Linked DNA regions of Zea mays: region 1 is linked to region 2. The links are chromatin contacts, called in public Hi-C maps. All regions are on one chromosome and are shown on one strand. The core of a region is the stretch at or near the end of the contact, and the rest is flanking DNA. Distances in the headings are between cores, read along the strand shown.

Region 1 (6,018 bases), core at 3,283-5,782, 250 kb before region 2:
CCGCAATGTTGTAGCAGAAGGTAATGGCACTGAAGGCAACCAGCTTAAGCCTAGGATTGATGATGAAACGGCTGATGCTGTAAAGGCTTCTGCTTCGGCTGTTTCTGCTATTGCCAAAACAAACCAACAACTGCTTGCTTCAAAGGATGAAGGTTTCAATCTCTACCGTCCGTTTCGCTGCTTCTTTCTTGCCAATGGTTCAACTCACTCCAATAATGTCATTCTGTTTTTGTTAGCAGAAAAGAAGATACTAGTGACGTTGACACAAGCTCTAGATTCCCAAGCCAAGGAGTTAAAATCCTTGACCGATTCAATCGGTCATACCAGGGAACCCATAAATATTACCAGGGATGATAGGTTTTCTCAGTACCGCCCACTGGAAGACCATGCCCCTACTGTTATAAGGAATGGTCAGTGTTCAAAATTTATGTGCTGTTTCATGGTTCAGTGTTTAGCTCTGTTATCCAAAGCGAGCCACCCTGTGCTGCGTAAATATTAGTAATTTTGACCCAACATCTATGAAAATCTTACAACATAGACCATTTGTTTGGTTGTGATTCCAGGGGCAATTAACAGTTCATGGAGAGCCTCTCAGGTATGCGCTTATAATATCCACCCATATTCCTGTTCCACAAGCATGCACGTGCTTTGAATTACCGTCCTATTTCTTACCACTTTCCCTTCTGTAGCAAACTAACATGTATGGTGTGTCAAATGGCGACTTTGGTTCCGGTTCGTACCTTTTGTGAATATCTTTTTCCTTGTTTGCCATACAAGTCTGCTGTTTTCTTTTTGCTTTACCTATGTTGGACTCTGTTTAGCAGTGAGGTCTTCATTTGCGCCAGCACCTGCTGAACCTACAGCTGGATCATTTTCAAGATCCTATGGCGAGGTAAGCTGCTTGACTGGTTTATATTGACATACCCAGCAAATCACAAGACCTGAGATTGGTACCCAGTGGATACCTAGTTAAAAGATGGGAAACTAATTGACATCAATGTACATCTGTCGAGCTAGTTGGATTCACTTGGTGCAGTCTGAATTGCAGTATTGCACATTCACTTTAACTAACCTTCGGGCAGCTAGTATTTGCTGGCAGCCATCCTTCTTTCATGCTTATGAACAGCTTACATCTGAGGACCAGTTATAGAAAATATCGAATTTCCCAAAACAGCTAGATATGGTTGTGTACCGAAGGGAATTCTTTGCAAATCTACTATAACAATCCGTCGCTTCTGTATGTTTTTGTACATACATTATCTGACCAGGATCTGCAAACTCTGGAATGATTGTGTTTTTAATAGTGTCACTCCTTGTGTGAGTGTTGTAGTGTGGCTAGTGGAAGAAGAGGAACTCTTGTGGTGTGCTGCGGGTGCTCATCACCTCGCTTCTCTAGAGGCCTTCCTGTTCTTGCTCATGGTCATGTTGCTAGTGTCTTGCATAGTGTGTAATCTTAGTGAACTGTGTTGCTTGTGTGTGTGTGTGTGTTGTGTGCATTGGTTCGTGTGCGTAGTTATGCAGCCGTGTCTTTTTTCTCTCTTCAATGAAAATGAAAGCTCTCCTGCATGTCCGAGGAACAACTGACCATTAACTAATAAGGTTATAATAGCTGAGCTTTAAAAGATACGGCATTCCTTTCAAACTAACTACATAGAGGCTCATATTCTTGACAAAGCTAGTTCTTTTAGTATATATTGGTTATTACTTCTTCTCAGTATACATGTTGCTCAATCTCCAAATACATGTATTTGTGATATGTACATATTTTGTTCTATGGTGTTCTTTATTGATCAGTCATCAGTTGAAAGGTATTCAGCTCTACCATGGTGTAACCGATTTCTATAATCCTGTGGAACTTCTAGCTAAAATGCTAAATATATGAACCTGCATTATTGATAAATATCTTACATATTTGAGTTCTTGACAACACACGCATCTATAACTGTAATTCATAACATCAGCTGTTTTGTTGTCTTCCATTTAGCTTATAAGTTTTCACTGAAAGCATGTGGCCTACTATAACTTGAACTACTAGCCTGATTGTATCTGTGTGCTTTTAGCAGCCGATGTCCACTGCACAACGAAGCGATAGGTCTTCTGGCAGTAAGGTGAGAGGAGGCCCTTGTCTGTTGCATTTCTGATACAATGATGTCTTTGAGTTGAACGGGTTTTCATGTGTTTGTGTTTTCCCCCCTTAAAAAAATTGCAGCCATGGGAGATGCATTCGTATTCACAACAGAGGCCTGGTTATGGATCCAACTCCCAGTTGAGTGATGATGGATCATACTCTGATGCCCAGGACAGCTATGCTCCTTCCTATCACCAGAATGGAAAGGCCCCTGATTTTCAAGCGGATGAACCTAGGCCTTTGACTTACAACACTGGGGTTGAGGAAAGACCGCCACCGCAGCGCCGCTGGGTGCCCCCTCAGCCTCCAGGTGTTGCGATGCCAGAAGCAGCAGCTGCCATACGTCAACCAAAGGCCCTTCCAAAGCAGCCCTCCAGCGATGCCTCTGAGGCAGCTGGTGAGATGCAGGTGAATGGTTCAAGTGCATCGGATGCTGTGACTGAGGTTCCTGTTAATGGTGCTACTGCAAGCGATGCTGGACGCAGTGAGATCCAAGAACAATCAGTGGCGGCCTAAGTGAAACCAAGACCAGCTAAGAACTGGGAAGCAATCTAAGAGAGATTCAGGATCTCTAGTACATCTGGGGGGTTTGTCATACATCTCTGAATAACGTCTGTATCAGAACAGCGGGGCAACCACGCCGATGGGTACCCGTAATAATGCAATAAGTAGCAGATAGTTTCTGCATTTAGATTAATGCTACTTGTACACAGGAGAACATATCAATAATATTTTTTTGGCTGTTCGATTGAGGGTGCTTAAAAAGTGTGCTTGTGAATTGTTGTATTTTGATCTTGATCTTGTGATGACTAGCAATCGCAATGGACCAAATGGAGATGGTCGTTTGTTTTCTTGTTGCTGTCTCGCTTTATTCCATTCAGGTGTTGTTTTTTCAGGGTCTGCCAAGAATGAGAATGAATCCATTCAGGTGTTCTCCAGGGGCTATTTCCTGCGTTTGCCAGGGATGAGAATGAATGGCGGCGTACACATGGATTGTTTTCGTCAGTTCATGATCTCCCCAGACCCTTGTCATCGTTCAAATTCAGTTGGATATTTCTTTTTTGTTTTGTTTTGTTTTGTTTTGGAGTACAAAGTGTAAACTTATGACAGGATTCCAATTATTGTTGTTGTCTCAGGTCAAAGGTGGGATACCACCAGCAAAGGAACATTACCCTGACAGAGGATGATAAAGGATGCTAGTGCGGAGTACCACTAGATAGAGCAGCGATGCATGTAGGTCTACCATTTACACAAATGCATGGGGAGAGAAACCAGCCGCTGAACTGGTGGATTTCAGGATCCATTTACAAAAGACTGACGATCAGCAGCTACAAGGAACATGGGTCAGTAGCTGAACGACCTAGATGCATCCTAACCATACAGACTGGTCAGTGGTGGATTGCATGATGATCTGTAGCAGATGCACGCTGCGCTTGCAGCACCTTGTCAACCTTGGCAAGAAGATGTTGCATTTCTCCCACAAGACTGAGACTGTCCACGGCCGGCTTTGCATTCGCTTCTTGAGGTGACTTGGCTTTAGACGACAAGGACAAGATCATCTTCCCAAGATTGTTCCTAATATCTGTGAGAGGGAGCTTTGGAAGAGGCGTGATGGGAGGGAGATCCTGGACGCTCGGTGCTGCAAATGCGCCGCCAAGAGTCGCGGCACAGCTCAAGGCGCTCTCTGCTTGAGCCCTGGTGGCGAACACCACGCGCGCGGTGTGCTTGTTCTTGTCTTGGGTGATGCTGGTCTCGGAGTCGATCACAAAGCCAAACCTGCTGAAAGTGGAGAGGAGGTCCTCCCTGGAGGGCAGCGGAGTTCCCTCTGCCAAGTCCAGCACAAGTGCCACAGGATTCCCGACATAGCTGTGCTGCCCAACGGTCTTCATCGTCTTTCTCTTCCTCTTCTTGGCCAAGGACGATCCGTCGTCTGGGCCTGCATTAAGGTTGAGCATCATCTTGCGGCCAACACCAGCAGCTGATGGAGGCTTGCTGACACCATCGTCTTGGGAGGCACCGCCCGCGGCAGCATGGGAATCGGGATGGTCGTCGACGAAAATGCTGTTCCTGTTCCTGCTATCCATGGCCATGAAACGGAGGGCTGCCGCTTCCATCCCCTTACCCTGCCCGAGCGCTGAGGCTCGGAGAGTGGGGAGCACCTCCGCGCCGGAGACATGGGGTTGCCCCTCCTCTCGCTGCTTCTGGCTGCCGGCGGCCTTCTTTTCTTGGAGGACGCCTGTGTCGGTATAGGGAGGGGAGAGGTACCTGCTTCTCTTGCGCTCTCTCTTGGTGACGGCCAGGGCTGCCTCGTCCACGGCCGGATGGATCAGCTGGCTCTGGCTGCCGCCGCTCCCCTCCATAGCCATGGAAACGGGCGGCACGCGGCAGCTGGGGCGGCCACGGGCGACGGGACGGGGCGGGACGTGGCAGGACAAGAGTGAAGTCACCGCAGTTGAGTGCAGGGCGGGACCCGCCACTGTTTGATCGAGTTTTAGGCCTTGATCGTTTGTGTCGGATCGCATCCGGAATTGTTCCAGTTAAGGGCTTGTTCGGTTATTTCCAAAACACATGGATTAGATGGGATTGGAAAAAATTGAGAAGAAGTTTGACTTATTTGAGATTCAAACTCATCCAATCTCACTCAATCCACATGGATTGAGAGCTAACCAAACATGCCCTAATTAAAATTTATATAAATTAGAGAATCAATTCGGTTAGGAATCGTTCCGACTCATCAATCCGGCACAACGAACAAGACCTTATGGGGTTAGAATCGGGCTTTGCTTCTCAACCTATTTGTATGAGAATCGTTTATATGAAAATCTCTCAAATCAATATGAATGTACGATTCGTCAAGTCATTGTAAATAGAGAAATCTATCAATTAAGCTCTTTAATAGCCTAAACCGACAAGAGCTCCATAAGAGAGAGAGAGGAATAGAGTACTTCTCTTGATATAACATGCGAGACAATTACATACATAAGGTGGTGAAAATAAAGTACACATCACATCGGTGCTTTGTGGTTGCATTGTGGTTTAGGGTTACAGAAGATATATACTAGTTTCCTCTGGTAGCTAGTGCATGCTTAATCATCATATGCGTGCGAGGTGAATGGGGCATCCGTTTCTGAGCCTGGGAAACATTGCCCACTTCTCAAGGCTGGGGTCGTCGTCGGCCATCTCCCATCTCCATGTTGTAACAAGGTGGTGCAGAAAAATGAGCATCATGATTTTGGCGAGGTTCATCCCCAGGCAGGTTCTCCCGCCTGCTCCAAACACCAGGAAGCTGTACGGCTGCTTCGTGTGCATGCTATGCCCGCCTTTGAATCTTGAAGGATCAAACATGGTGGGGTTGTGGTAGAGCGTCGCATCGTAGTGTAGGGCCCTCGCATCAATGTTCACAATCCACCCCTTGTGGATGTGGAACCCTGCGACCTGGCAGTCCTCGAGTGCTACCCTTGGAAACCAGGAAACTATGCTCGCCATCCTCAATGATTCTTTAACCGTCTGCATGCAAATTAATGCAATAAGCAGCAAGAATTAATAACATTTAATTAATTTCCAGCTTGCTGATAGAGATGCATATGTATGTTGTGGATCGGACGACGGACAGACACCATGTATGCAAGCTCCATGCTGTTGAGATGTTGGAGGAGATCATGATCTGCCTCCTCCTGCTGCTGCTGCTGCTTCAGCTCCAGCTGAACTGACTGCATCAACAACAGATTCGGATTATTCGACATTTATCTGGTCTGGTGTGGGTGGACTACTGATGATGATTATTGACCCACCCACCCTCAAGGTTTCTTGGAAGACTTTGTTGTCAGCCAGGTACTTGACCATCCATGTAATTGCGCTCGCTGTCGTCACCTGCCCTGTTATCGTTGTTA
Region 2 (5,835 bases), core at 2,741-5,240:
TTTACAAGCCTCCAACACTTTGGAGGAAGTTTGAATGGGAGTCAAAACTCCACGCACAAATGAACACAAGGATGAAGCACACACTATCTCTCAATGTATCTCACAAGGCACTAGGACTAAACTCAATTGAGTAGCTCTCAATTGCTCGCTCTCTTTTTTGTGGCACTTGTGTTGGTTGTAGTGGGCTAGATCTTGTGTATAGGATGTATCAATGAATGTAGGTGGTTGGGAGGGCTTGAGTATGTCAACTAGATGACTTGGAATGTTGCTTGGACTCCCACACCTTGAAGTGGCCGGTTGGGGTGGTATTTATAGCCACCATCCAATTTTGTAGCCGTTGGAGAAGCTGCTGGCGATGGGCGCACCGGACAGTCCGGTGCACACCGGACATGTCCGGTGCGCCAGCCACGTCATCCTATCCGTTAAGATTGGAGCTGGTCGACCGTTGGAGGCTTTGTCCTCATGAGGCACCGGACAGTCCGGTGCAGCACCGGACAGTCCGGTGCCCCTCTGACTTCTGCTCTGACACTCTGAATTCAACTGTACACTTTGCAGAGTCGACCGTTGCGCGCAGATGACCGTTGCTCCGCTGGCACACCGGACAGTCCGGTGAATTTTAGCGGAGCGACCTCCCACTTTCCCGAAGCTGGCCAGTTCAGAGCCGCTTCACTCTGGAGCACCGGACACTGTTCGGTGGTGCACCGGACAGTCCGGTGAATTATAGTGGGCTGCGCCTGAGAAACCCGAAGGTGAAGAGTTTGAAGGCAATCCTCCCTGGTGCACCGGACACGGTCCGGTGGTGCACCGGACACTGTCCGGTGGCACACCGGACAGTCCGGTGCGCCATACCAGGGAGCACTTCGGTTTCTCTTTGCTCCTTTCTTTTGAACCTTGTCTTGTTCTTTTTATTGGTTTTGAGTTGAATCTTTGGCACCTGTAGAACATGTAATCTAGAGCAAACTAATTAGTCCAATTGTTTGTGTTGGACATTCAACCACCAAAATCATTTAGGAAAAGGTTTAAAGCCTATTTCCCTTTCAATCTTCGTCCTTTGCACGCGTTAGTATGGGACACAACTCCGTTAACAAGTAAAACGTCTCGTTCCCAACCAAATCTCCGTCTGGTTGCGCTTTTCATCTGCGGAGCTCGCTATCGTTGTTTCCAACCATGGTACAGACAAAGTGTTTCCTTCTTTATCATGTAAACATCCTTCTTTATTTGCAAAAATGTAAAAGGCGAGAGGTTTGCCACAGTACAGAGGCAGTGTATCATACAACTGTATTTGCAAGTGCACTCGGGTTCACAAGTTTTATTTATGAGGGCTATGTCGTCTCATACAGAGAATGCTCTTCTTGCTCTACCATCAACCCAGAATAAAGTTCTTCAAGTGGCCATTGTCATCCACCTTGACCTCACAAAAAAATTCAGGATCCTCTTCTTGTTTCTTATGAAAATACACCAAAGTTGATTCCACATCCATACCAATGAGTTTTTGCCTTGCAGATGCTATCTCATTACTAACATCCTTTCTTTTGAACTTTAGGTTGCTCATACCACCATGCAAAGCACCCAAATACTGATGTATCTTTGAGGTCTCAATATTTTGGGCACGCATATCTTCAATGACTTCCTTATCCGCATCTTCCATTGATCGGTGAGAGCGAAGGTTTCTTATCTTTGAAGGAGATGTGACCATAAGATGGTTATGGTTATCATAAAAAACACTAACTCGCCACACTCCATCCTCCAATGCCACTCTAAGACGTGCTTTGCAACCGGTTCGGGTGAGAGCAACCTCCTTTTGGGGCTTTGTTGATTTCCTGTAGTCTGCATTAATTTTACAGCTTCCTTGACACCTTTAGAAAATCCTGCCTTGGAGCAAAACCACAATCTAGATGTGATTACCCCTGATTTCGATGTTGTATGTGTAGTGGCACGAATACTAAACCCTTTATTGAAGGCATATTTATTATAGAATCTCTTTGCTTCGTTCTGTGAAGAAAATTCTTTTCCCACAAATGGAGTCCACTGTAAATGCTCGTGTGGATCAATTATGTCGTCGTTGCCATCAACCGTGCTGGCCATGTTCAGTCCTATTAAAAAGAAATATCAAATTGATAGTCTCAAGTAGTAACAGGCTCAAGTAGTAACGCTGAAATCTGCAACCTTACAGAAACAATATATATAATTATATACGGGTGTGGGACTAAACCTAGAAGAATTTTTTTACGGACCCTACAAAGACTGCTTAAAAACAGAGGACTGAATCAACAACTGGACTAGGCTTACCTTATTGTGGATGCGCCATATTGATATGATCCTGCTGTGCTACACCTTCACCGGCTTCCATGGAGTGGATGCTGCACCACGCCTGGATGTTCCTCCGCTGCCTCAGTTGCCATGGCTGCAGAGAAGAGGAAACAACGATCGCAAACAGAGCGGATGAAAAGCGCAGCCAGACGGATATTTGGTTGGGAACGGTGCTGTTTTACTTGTTAACGGATTTGTGAGATCATGGGCCCCGCGCAATCTGCGGCAGCGGCGGGAGGCTAATCTACATCCAGCCATCGACTGCTCCATCGTGCGGCTGTGACCGTTTATAGCACAACAGACCAGTGCTATGTGTAGCAAACTAGCAACTCTCTCTCTCTATATATAAAGGTTTAGTTGGCTAGAGAAAGGAGAGAGAAAACATGAACCATTGTTCTTGTTACCTTAATCTACTACTTTCTTCTCTTCTTTGGTGCTTTGCCGAGAAATGCATCCGAGTCTCTCTAAGAAAGTGAGATGAGCGCTGTTGCTTGACCAATTACTGGTAGCAATAGATCATTTGAGTCTATGCGAAACTGAGATCAGCTGTTGCTTGACCAATTACCGGTAGCAACACAAGCACCCTGATATGTTGAGTTTTCATCAAAGGTACACAGGAACGAATCGATCAAATCAAATAATGGTTTGTTTGGAAGCACAAAGTCTTAAGAAACTGCTTTATAGAAACTATAGCGGTCCTAAACATACTAGTTTATAATCCAGTTTTTCTAAAATCAAGAAGTTACTATCCCCTAACTAAAACCAGCTTTTGTTTATTTCATCACACTATGTCTTCGTTGGTTTCATGAAATTTATATCTATTGGCACCGCTTTTTAAAAATACAGGAAAAATATGTTACTAATTAACATCCTCGGACTTTTTTCTTCATAAATCAGTTTCTAGAAATTAGAAATAGGAATAGTAACTAATTAAGAGCAACTCCAATAGTTCTCTAAAAGACTTCCTAAATCAATAATTTAGGTAGTTAACATAAAAACTATTCTCCAACAGTTCTCTAAATGAACTTTCTAAATTTAACAACTTGTCATCTAACCTCATTTTCTCTCTACATTTGGCAACCATTTAACAACTCCCTAAACAAAAATATTGACTGCATTATATAGTTTTTGTGACTTATTTTTTATGTGGATAGATACAAAACAAAATTACAACCTATATTTAGAGAACTATTGGAGAACTCACATTTTTTTACTCCAAAAGCCATTTAGCAACTTCTTAAATCTATGATTTAGAGAGCTAAAATTTACATAACTATTGGAGTTGCTCTAAAAAAACTGCGTTCGCTTCCCAACAGACGCTAGAATCGGAAGTATGGGCAAATGCGTCACTCCATCGGAGCCGCCCACTTGCCATGTCCTGATGTCCATATGGTATCTTCCCATTGGCGCTCACTTCCGGAAAGCCTTGATTCACGTTCAGGGATCCAACTTTTCAGTCACCGATCTGTGGGCCCCGGCCGTAAAAGGAATCTGTACCCCACCCGTTCCACCTCTTCCCGGCGAAAGTGGCGCCATGGGGGGAAACTGGTCTGGGAAGGAGAGTGGTGGCCGTGCCTGCCCTCCCCCCGCCCGGCCAGCGGCAAACCCAAAATTTGAACCCGCCGCTTCGACTGACTACTACCCCACCATCCAAAACCCCACTCCGGCCTCCGCCGTCATTTCCTCTCCCCGCCAATCCGCCACCATTTCCAGTTCCGACCGACCTCGAAACCCTAGCCCCCAGACCATCCCACTCGCAACCGCCATGCCGGACCTCCCCTGCGACGGCGATGGCGTCTGTATGGTCTGCCGCGTCGCATCCCCGCCGGAGGTCGACCTCCTCACCTGCTCCACCTGCACCACGCCCTGGCACTCTCCGTGCCTCTCCAAGCCCCCCGCCCTCGCCGACGCCGCCAGCTGGAGCTGCCCCGACTGCTCCCCCGACTCCGCTGCCGTCGCCGCTCCCTCGGGCCCCGCCAACACCCTGGTCGCCGCCATCCGCGCCATCGAGGCTGACCACACACTCTCCGACCAGGAGAAGGCGCGCCGCCGCCAGGCCCTCCTCACCGGCGACGCCCCCGACGGCGCGGACGACGATGACGACGAAGCGTCCGACGATGCCCTTGAGATCGTCGGCAAGAACTTCAGCTGCGTTTTCTGCATGAAGCTCCCTGAACGACCCGTCACGGTAACGTTTCCTCTCTCCCCATCTAACAGCAACCGCCGAATTGGCTTGTGGACTTTCCTTGCTTACTTCCTTCTTAATTGAACCTGTATTCGTACACTTCTTTCTTTAGTCCCAGTGCCGGGGGGGGGGGGGGGGGGGGGGGGAGGGGGAGGTTACAAATTTAGTCAAACTCAAAAAATCTTGACTAGCGTGGGTAACGTAGTGACAGTTATTTTGGGATGGAGCGAGTATATCCTTGTTTTCCGATCGGATTTTTTTTACCGTTCTGGAAGTACCTGCATAACGTTTATTCGCTATGTTCCTTCACCGGGAAGATTTGATTTACTCAAACTTACCAGATACCACGGATCATGCACTGTCTGTATGTAAGCTGTTTGCCTGATTGTTCTCAACAAAACCATTTAAGACTGGTTTAGTGACAAGGGAATTGGAGGTAATCCATGAGGGGGAAATCTCTTGCTATTTAAAATTGAATAGCAAGGGATTACCTCCCCATGGATCCCCTCCAATTTCCTTGTCACCAAACCAGCCCTTATTGTTTTGCTGTACTTTAGTTGGTAACATACTGTTAATCTCTTTAGGAGATGAATAACCATTTCACTCAATAATTGTTTATGCCAGTCCTAATCCATATATTCTTTTCTTTTGCAGACACCCTGTGGCCATAACTTCTGCTTGAAATGCTTCCAGAAGTGGATTCAAAATCAGAAGAGGACGTGTGGGAAATGTCGGGCGCAGATCCCGGCCAAAATGGCTGAGCAGCCAAGAATCAACTCCGCACTAGTCGAAGTTATCAGGATGGCTAAGATTTCAAAGAATCCTAACTCTGCTGGCTCAGCAGTTCCATATCACTATCTACGAAATGATGATAGGCCTGATAAGGCCTTTACAACTGACAGGGCTAAGAGGGCTGGAAAAGCAAACGCATCAAGTGGCCAGATCTTTGTGACTATTGCACCTGATCATTTTGGCCCCATTCTTGCAGAAAATGACCCCCGCAGGAATATGGGTGTTCGAGTCGGGGAAACATGGGAAGACCGACTTGAGTGCAGGCAATGGGGTGCTCACTTTCCTCATGTGGCTGGCATTGCTGGCCAGTCTACGCATGGTGCTCAATCAGTAGCCCTCTCAGGAGGGTATGAAGATGATGAAGACCATGGAGAGTGGTTTCTTTACACCGGAAGGTTTACTAATTTAATTACTTGCTGTTCTCTTTTTCATGATTGATCCTACATGTATTCTCCTGGTTGAAATGTCTGGAAAATTATATCTAATGCAGCGGTGGGAGGGATCTAAGTGGTAACAAGCGGACAAACAAGGAACAGTCATCTGATCAG

Evidence for each region. A called contact is a pair of places that touch in the nucleus more often than the background predicts.
Region 1: a Hi-C map of tassel shows a contact between it and region 2, with 3 times the contacts expected there. The contact joins the promoter of LOC100278491 here to the promoter of LOC100501293 in region 2. A contact is called at or near these places in 3 of 25 Hi-C or Micro-C datasets (ear, leaf and tassel).

The regions. Positions count from the first base shown.
Region 1 is chr8:139,030,480-139,036,497 of Zm-B73-REFERENCE-NAM-5.0, reverse strand. LOC100278491 reads right to left here and starts at 4,532. Exons shown (of 1, transcript NM_001151753.2): 1 at 3,317-4,532. The coding sequence starts at 4,494. The coding sequence ends at 3,517. LOC100501664 (putative cytochrome P450 superfamily protein) reads right to left here. Exons shown (of 4, transcript NM_001196342.2): 2 at 5,924-6,003; 3 at 5,746-5,838; 4 at 5,056-5,635. The coding sequence ends at 5,222. It overlaps LOC100283640, which reads left to right. Exons shown (of 11, transcript NM_001156541.2): 5 at 1-152; 6 at 240-410; 7 at 564-595; 8 at 690-732; 9 at 825-892; 10 at 2,061-2,108; 11 at 2,210-2,893. The coding sequence ends at 2,644.
Region 2 is chr8:138,776,054-138,781,888 of Zm-B73-REFERENCE-NAM-5.0, reverse strand. LOC100501293 reads left to right here and starts at 3,990. Exons shown (of 9, transcript NM_001362594.1): 1 at 3,990-4,498; 2 at 5,150-5,682; 3 at 5,778-5,835. The coding sequence starts at 4,076.